Linked DNA regions of Zeugodacus cucurbitae: region 2 is linked to region 1. The links are chromatin contacts, called in public Hi-C maps. All regions are on one chromosome and are shown on one strand. Each heading gives the region's core, a stretch centred on a gene start, on an enhancer-like site or on the middle of the called end of the contact. The rest is flanking DNA. Distances are from core to core; before and after follow the strand shown.

Region 1 (3,107 bases), core at 441-2,940:
ATTGTGTCATCTTTCTTGTCTAAGCAGACTTCAGCGGTCAAAATTATAATGTTGCTTGCTACTCAGGAAAAGAATAAAGAATTTTGTGGAAAGGACGTGACAGTCATGGGTTAGGTAAAAATCCGGAGCCAACTGACGAAGGAAGGAAGGATACTAGAGGATCGTCATTTATAAGACTAATTGTGTATACCATTTTGATAGGAAGATCGTTGATGAAGTATCTAGTGGATACGATCTTCTTCAGTTGAACTCTGCTCTGTGTTCTCTGATTCCCGGGTATATGGGATCAACTATCGAAGCTCAGATCAATAAGCTTTTAGAAGGGTTGAGATCGAGCGAATCCTGAGGAGAAGGGAGAGTTACCGAAAGCTGAAGTTTGAAGAGATGCAGGTTTGGACCTCCGGAGAAATAAGCAACACGAACTGATTGAGAACGAGCTTGAGAGAAACGTGGATTAGAAACTGGGATGAAGAGAGCTTGAGAGAAACGCAAAGTATAAGTTAGGGCGTTATAGGAATCGACACAGTGAAGTTGATTCCTCACAACTCTCCTGGTTTTCCTGTTTTCTATAGGTTTATCTGCTCTTTCTTACAGATCTTACAAAAGAAATTCTTAATCGTTTTGAGAACGCAATTATGTGATCTTTTCTGGAACAATAGATTTGGATTTTGCTGGGGTTTAATCCCGCCAAGTTCTATAGCTGTTTACTTTTTCTACTTCGAGTCATTACTGGTTTGTTTTCCACGTTTACACAAACACCACTTCCCTAATAGACATATTTACTGGTAACGTAAGCGCCGTTTCTTCCAAGTAGGCGCACCGACCACAAAACGTTTGCGCCGCATACGAAAATCACTTCCTTCGCGTGACTCACTCCTTCTGTCTCTGATGCTTTGCATATAAGAGCGCTGTGTACTGCTTGTCAGATAATAGGGAGTTCCTTCAATGTCAGGGACGCCGCAGCGTGGCTTGTTGAAGAGCTTAAAAGTAAATAAAAGCTAAAATTAAAACGCTTCTGATGCGCATATTAAAGTAACGAGCTTGAAAGTGCCATTAAGTTCACTCAAGTCACACACGCTTATCAATATCAGCGGCGCTAATTGCATGTTTTATGTTGGTGTGATTGCTTTTATGTGGTGCTCGTCGTCGTCGTTTTGTGTTACCTCCAATGTTTGATTGTCCAGCTCGCCCGTCTGATTGAGCGCACCATATTTTTGTACATTCTTTATAGCTTCGATAATCGCCGACTCATGATAAAGTGATTCCGAATCGCTGGGATTGGCCTCCAAGTAGCCAAAGCGACGCATAAAACGTAACTAAAATTAGAATACAATACAATCAGCTGTGTTGTAGTTGTTCCCATTCTTATGATTCTTGTTTTGCATACAATTTCCGGTGGCGGCACTTCAATGTTCCGTTTTTCGCGCACATCCGCTTGCTGAGTAATTTCTACAGCCATTGTTGATGTTGTTGCACTTATTGAATCTTGTATATTAGCTGGCGCTTGCCGCGTCTCCCACGCTAGCATCAAGGTTATAATCAGCCAAAGCCAAAGTGACGTCATAATTTTGAAATTTATTTAAACACTTCCGTTTAGCCGCACGCACGCACAGTTCCGAACGAGGAGAGCAGTTTTTCGCAACTGATTCAAGAGTGCGTCCAGTCGATGGATCGGCGTGGTCATTTATTTACTTGGCGCCGAGCGCTTATCATCAACGCGTGCGTAAGAATATAAGTAAATTTTCGTTGTGTATAAATGTGATGGCGTTGAAGCAAGCTTGATGAGTAGAGGCGTGGCTTGACAGCGCAAGATATGTGCTAGCGATGAGGACTGTGTATGTGGTTTTAATTCATAAATCGAGTGAAACTCGCTGGAGCTCATCGGCAACCAGTCGTTAAAAATATACTATAGATTTGTATATTTTTGTCAACTGAACAGTGAGTCAACGGGCTCTCTTTAATGGGCTTTTAAATTTCTTTAAGATAAGCAAATCTTTTTATAATCCAGTAGTGGATTCTTTTAGCTATCGAAAGCAATTTTCCTATTTTAGGATCTTTCAACTTTTTGATATCGGAAGACACTAAGCACCTTGCTGGGGACTAAATCCGAAGGATGCGGGCGAAAATAAATCGAAGCTCAAAACATATATATTTTATAACCTTCCGAGCTTCAGAGCACTGTACTAAAGTTCTGGTTTGAATATTCCAATTTGATTTTCGTTGCAGCATCATCAGTCTAGACTTTATCATCGGTAGACCTATGCATATTCCACTAATGCATTGATTAATGTATGAAAAGCTCGTAGTTATGAAATGAAAAAGCCATTAGGGTTGTTGTTGAGACTATTATCCAATTGGAGGGTAACCTTAAGTCTAGTTGTCATTGAGAATATCTAAAAGGAGACCCAAGAAACGAGTTTGTTTCGGCAGGTTCGGACCATATAGAGAGGGGTGTTAGTTGAATTGAGCTCGTTGAGTTTGCAAAAATATGGGTAGTGTTATGCGGGGACTCGTTGGGTACAGAACATATGTTTGGTCTGGATATCTAGGAATTTAGCCTTCTACAATATCCAAAAGAAGCTGCGATAGGGCTATTATGGTCTCATGTGATCGGTTGTGATATCTTTATTCTGGATAGCAACTCCTTGTATTTATTCATGGCGTCCAAAAGCCATGATTTTCGTATCGACGTCAACAGCTACGAAGGGTGACTTTCGCATCTTAATATTGTGCTATCATGAGATAACCTGTATATGTAATAATCTCCTTTTCCCCTTTTATTTCCTTAGTACTCCATGTATTTTTTGCCCTTATACTCGCACTTTCATTTTCTGTGCCTCTAATATTATTATTTTTTTTTGTTGTGACGACCACTTTCGGGCAAAATTAATTTTTCGCTCCAGTGGCCCTTAGTGAGATCAAATTTAAATTTTTTTCACGCGTCCTATTTGTTTACCTGTTTGTTCACCTAAATATTGCTTTTAGTAGAGTCCGGTTTTCCCTTCTCAAGGTAATCTATGTCGATCACACCTTATGTATCATGGAAAACGAAACGCGGTCAATAGAAGAGTTTCCATACCTTTGCCACCTTTTGTGTACGACTGGAT
Region 2 (3,169 bases), core at 399-2,898, 540 kb after region 1:
AATCTTCAAATCGTTACGTAAAAATCCCTCAGTGGAATGTGTTTACGTCTGTTACGCCGCATATATATATATATCAATATAAAGTCCAACGACATTATACGCTCCCGTGACCTGCTGATAAAGGATACAAAATGCAACTAAAGGGAATAAAATCAATTTGTTTTGATAACAGCTCTTACTTTTGATATCTTGGGACAGTTATGTGTGGGTTGTAAATCTGCCAGCCAAATTTTATACTCTCAAATATTGAGCAACTCAATATTCGCTGCTCATACTCTCTCTCTCTTTACTCACTGAGTGACTTTGATGATAGGTAAAAGTCCTACACACACAATTACCTTATGATTGTCTGCTGTTCTCCCTCACCCACACAGTTTTTTATTCTTGTTTTTATGTGATACCACCAAACACTTGTTAGCCAATGTTTTTTGCGGAAATTTCCTGCATCTCTTCATTGCTTTATCTTTTTGTGCTAGTTGCAGCTGTGCGTGTTGTGGTTATCATAGGAACACACGTGCGTATTTGTTCGGACCGCATGTGTACGTGAATTTGTCACAGTAGAAATTAAAAAGGCTCGGAGGTGGAAGACAATGGAAAAAAATTTAAATTTGCACATGTCTCACTTGAATTTGTCAGGTAGGTTTACGTGATAGCTTATAGCGCACATAAATTGGGTAAACCTCAAGATACTCAATAAGTCAGGTAAAGTAGCTTTCACACCGATATAATGAGCATTATGAGACGAAAACCGACCACTTAAATTTTGCACTTTTAGAACTTATAGAAGTTTAGTTGAACTTCTCCTACTAACAGAGAACTTCTCCTACAAGTTTTAAACTGCCTTGGAATGGTTGATTGTGTTTCTTAGAATATATTATTTTCGCCCGCTGATTTTCTATTCTATTATATTTTGTCTTGGGCCATCTCTTGTGATGTTCTTTTAGCGCACGTTCCTTAATTAACCGATCTCTTGATATGATTACTTACGCGTGCTGATTGTTCACATTTCGATGCGGTAAAGGAGAATTCAAAGAAAAAAAATATGTACACTTTATTAATAAAAAATAACAATAAACTTATTTACTTACTTCTTACACAATAATGTTTACTAATAATCCATTTTGCGTTCTTAATTTAACATTTATTCAGAAAGTTGCAGCTTCCAAACAGTTTCTTTGTTGCAACGAATTCCTTATATACAAAAGAGTAGTAAAGAGAACAACGATATAATCATACACGCATTCGTATTTTATATTATTTTATAGCAACAGTAACAGAAAATAATGAAAATGGAGCGCAAAAGTAATTTGTAATAATAATAAAATAATTTATTGACGACTCAACAGCGTAAACTGATTTTTGACAAATTTAAATGAATTCTGTTCGAATTATGTCAGTTCCGGTGCGTTTAGTACAGTTTATAACAGTTACCAAACAATGCAGATGACAGTTTGTAAAGGGTTGCAACGAGTAACACAAATATATTTTTAAATTAAATAAATTCTTTAATAAATTCATTAAAAATTGCAAGATATTTTACCTTGTTTTTAAATTTATAATAATTTATAATACAAATATTTATAATGTTTAACTCTAAAGTACACCAAGCATTACATTTGACATTTCCGAATTGCCACAGCTGGCAACACTCATTGCATTTGGCAGTCACCGAACCAATGGATTTTGCAAAGGAAAATAAATTCCAATAGTGAAGCATTTCTGAATTTTATTCTTCATTAGAATATTTAAATAATCATTCATTAATCATTTATTTATCAACGGCGATTAATTGTAACAGTATTTAACTGAGAAATGGTGATGTAAAACGTCAAAACATTTTTTACGCAGTGCTGTGAAAATTTTTCTACTAGAAGCACACGACGAAAAAAGGAGTACAAGGCAAAAGTAAAAGGCAGCAGGCTAGTTAATGAGCAAATTGAATCGTAAATTGCAAAGCCTAGCAAAATCAATTAAAGTGAGTTGTGTTTTTTAACAATACATAAACAAATTGTGTGTTTGTAATAATAGTAAATTGAGCCGCAAAGTAGAAATTTTCATTGGCAACGGGTGGTCTACGATGAGGCTAATAGCAATTTGACCCCGACAGCAAATTGTAGCAATACTAGAAGAGGAAGTGACGGGGCGGTGATTCATATGACAGTGCAAAGCTGCAAGGGCGAACTTGTTTGAGCCCGCTCCTTGTAAGAAACTAGATTTAAGGAAGGCGTTAACAAATATACATATATTGTACAATGTAAATCGAAGGATTTCATTAAGTGGGAAGAACAGGTTGTTGTGCGTTAATCAAAAAAAAAAGTGTTTTGACTCAATAAACAGCAATTGCAAGTAAATGCATTTTGTGTGCACTATTGTGAACGGTGCATAGCAAGATCTGATTGGATTGTGGTTGCTGTGTGTTCGTTAGTGACCAAAACAAAGGCGATGAAAACGTCAAATGAAAACAAAGTGCAATTGTTATAGATATAAAAAAGCGTTGTATTCTTAGTTACACGATATCAGTGTTTGTTATTCTGAAACATTTTATTATCTACAGCGCAATGGAGGAGAAACGGATTGCTGACTACTTTGTAGTCGCTGGCATGCCAGAACAACCGCAATTGTTGCAGGAGAATATATTTAGCGAATCTGGGCATTTACGTGCCGCCAATACTATTGAACCTATCACAGATATTGGTGTATACTTTCCGTTACTCGATGAGGAAGTGCCCGAAGGTTATGAGGTGTTGGAGACAACGCCTACAGGACTGCCTGCGAATCTCAATCATGGCTCAATGCGTTCAACAGAGTGTTATATTTATTATAAGCGTGGTAAAGATCGACCGCCTTTGGTGGATATAGGTAAATACTTATATTTTTCTATTAATGCAATAATATAATCTAAAAAATCTATATAGGTGTACTATACGATGGACATGAACGCATCATGTCTGATGCCGAAATCGTCGCCGAAACACCGGGTGGACGTATCGCAAATGTGAATAATTCTTCATCGAAAATTTATCTCACATACCGACGTGCAAGACCCGATATGCCGTGCAACGAGCTGGTCGTTACCGATTTATGTGTGATCGTACAAAGTAAAGGTGAAAGACCACCGCATGCATTCTGCCTCATCTACAAAACGCTGAATAAGGGTTATATGGGCAGT

Evidence for each region. Hi-C and Micro-C count contacts between places; a contact is called where the count stands out from the background.
Region 2: a contact with region 1 is called in a Hi-C map of whole body, with 4 times the contacts expected there. The contact joins the promoter of LOC105210035 here to the promoter of LOC105209091 in region 1. A contact is called at or near these places in 2 of 2 Hi-C or Micro-C datasets (both in whole body).

What each region holds. Positions count from the first base shown.
Region 1 is chr5:57,231,081-57,234,187 of idZeuCucr1.2, forward strand. It overlaps LOC105209091 (matrix metalloproteinase-25), which reads right to left and starts at 1,691. Exons shown (of 10, transcript XM_011179285.3): 1 at 1,388-1,691; 2 at 1,164-1,316; 3 at 784-980. The coding sequence starts at 1,564.
Region 2 is chr5:57,768,297-57,771,465 of idZeuCucr1.2, forward strand. It overlaps LOC105210035 (DENN domain-containing protein Crag), which reads left to right and starts at 1,649. Exons shown (of 18, transcript XM_011180756.3): 1 at 1,649-1,975; 2 at 2,555-2,859; 3 at 2,916-3,169. The coding sequence starts at 2,559. LOC105210036 (a long non-coding RNA gene) reads right to left here and starts at 1,391. Exons shown (of 4, transcript XR_008471444.1): 1 at 1,089-1,391; 2 at 180-992; 3 at 1-114.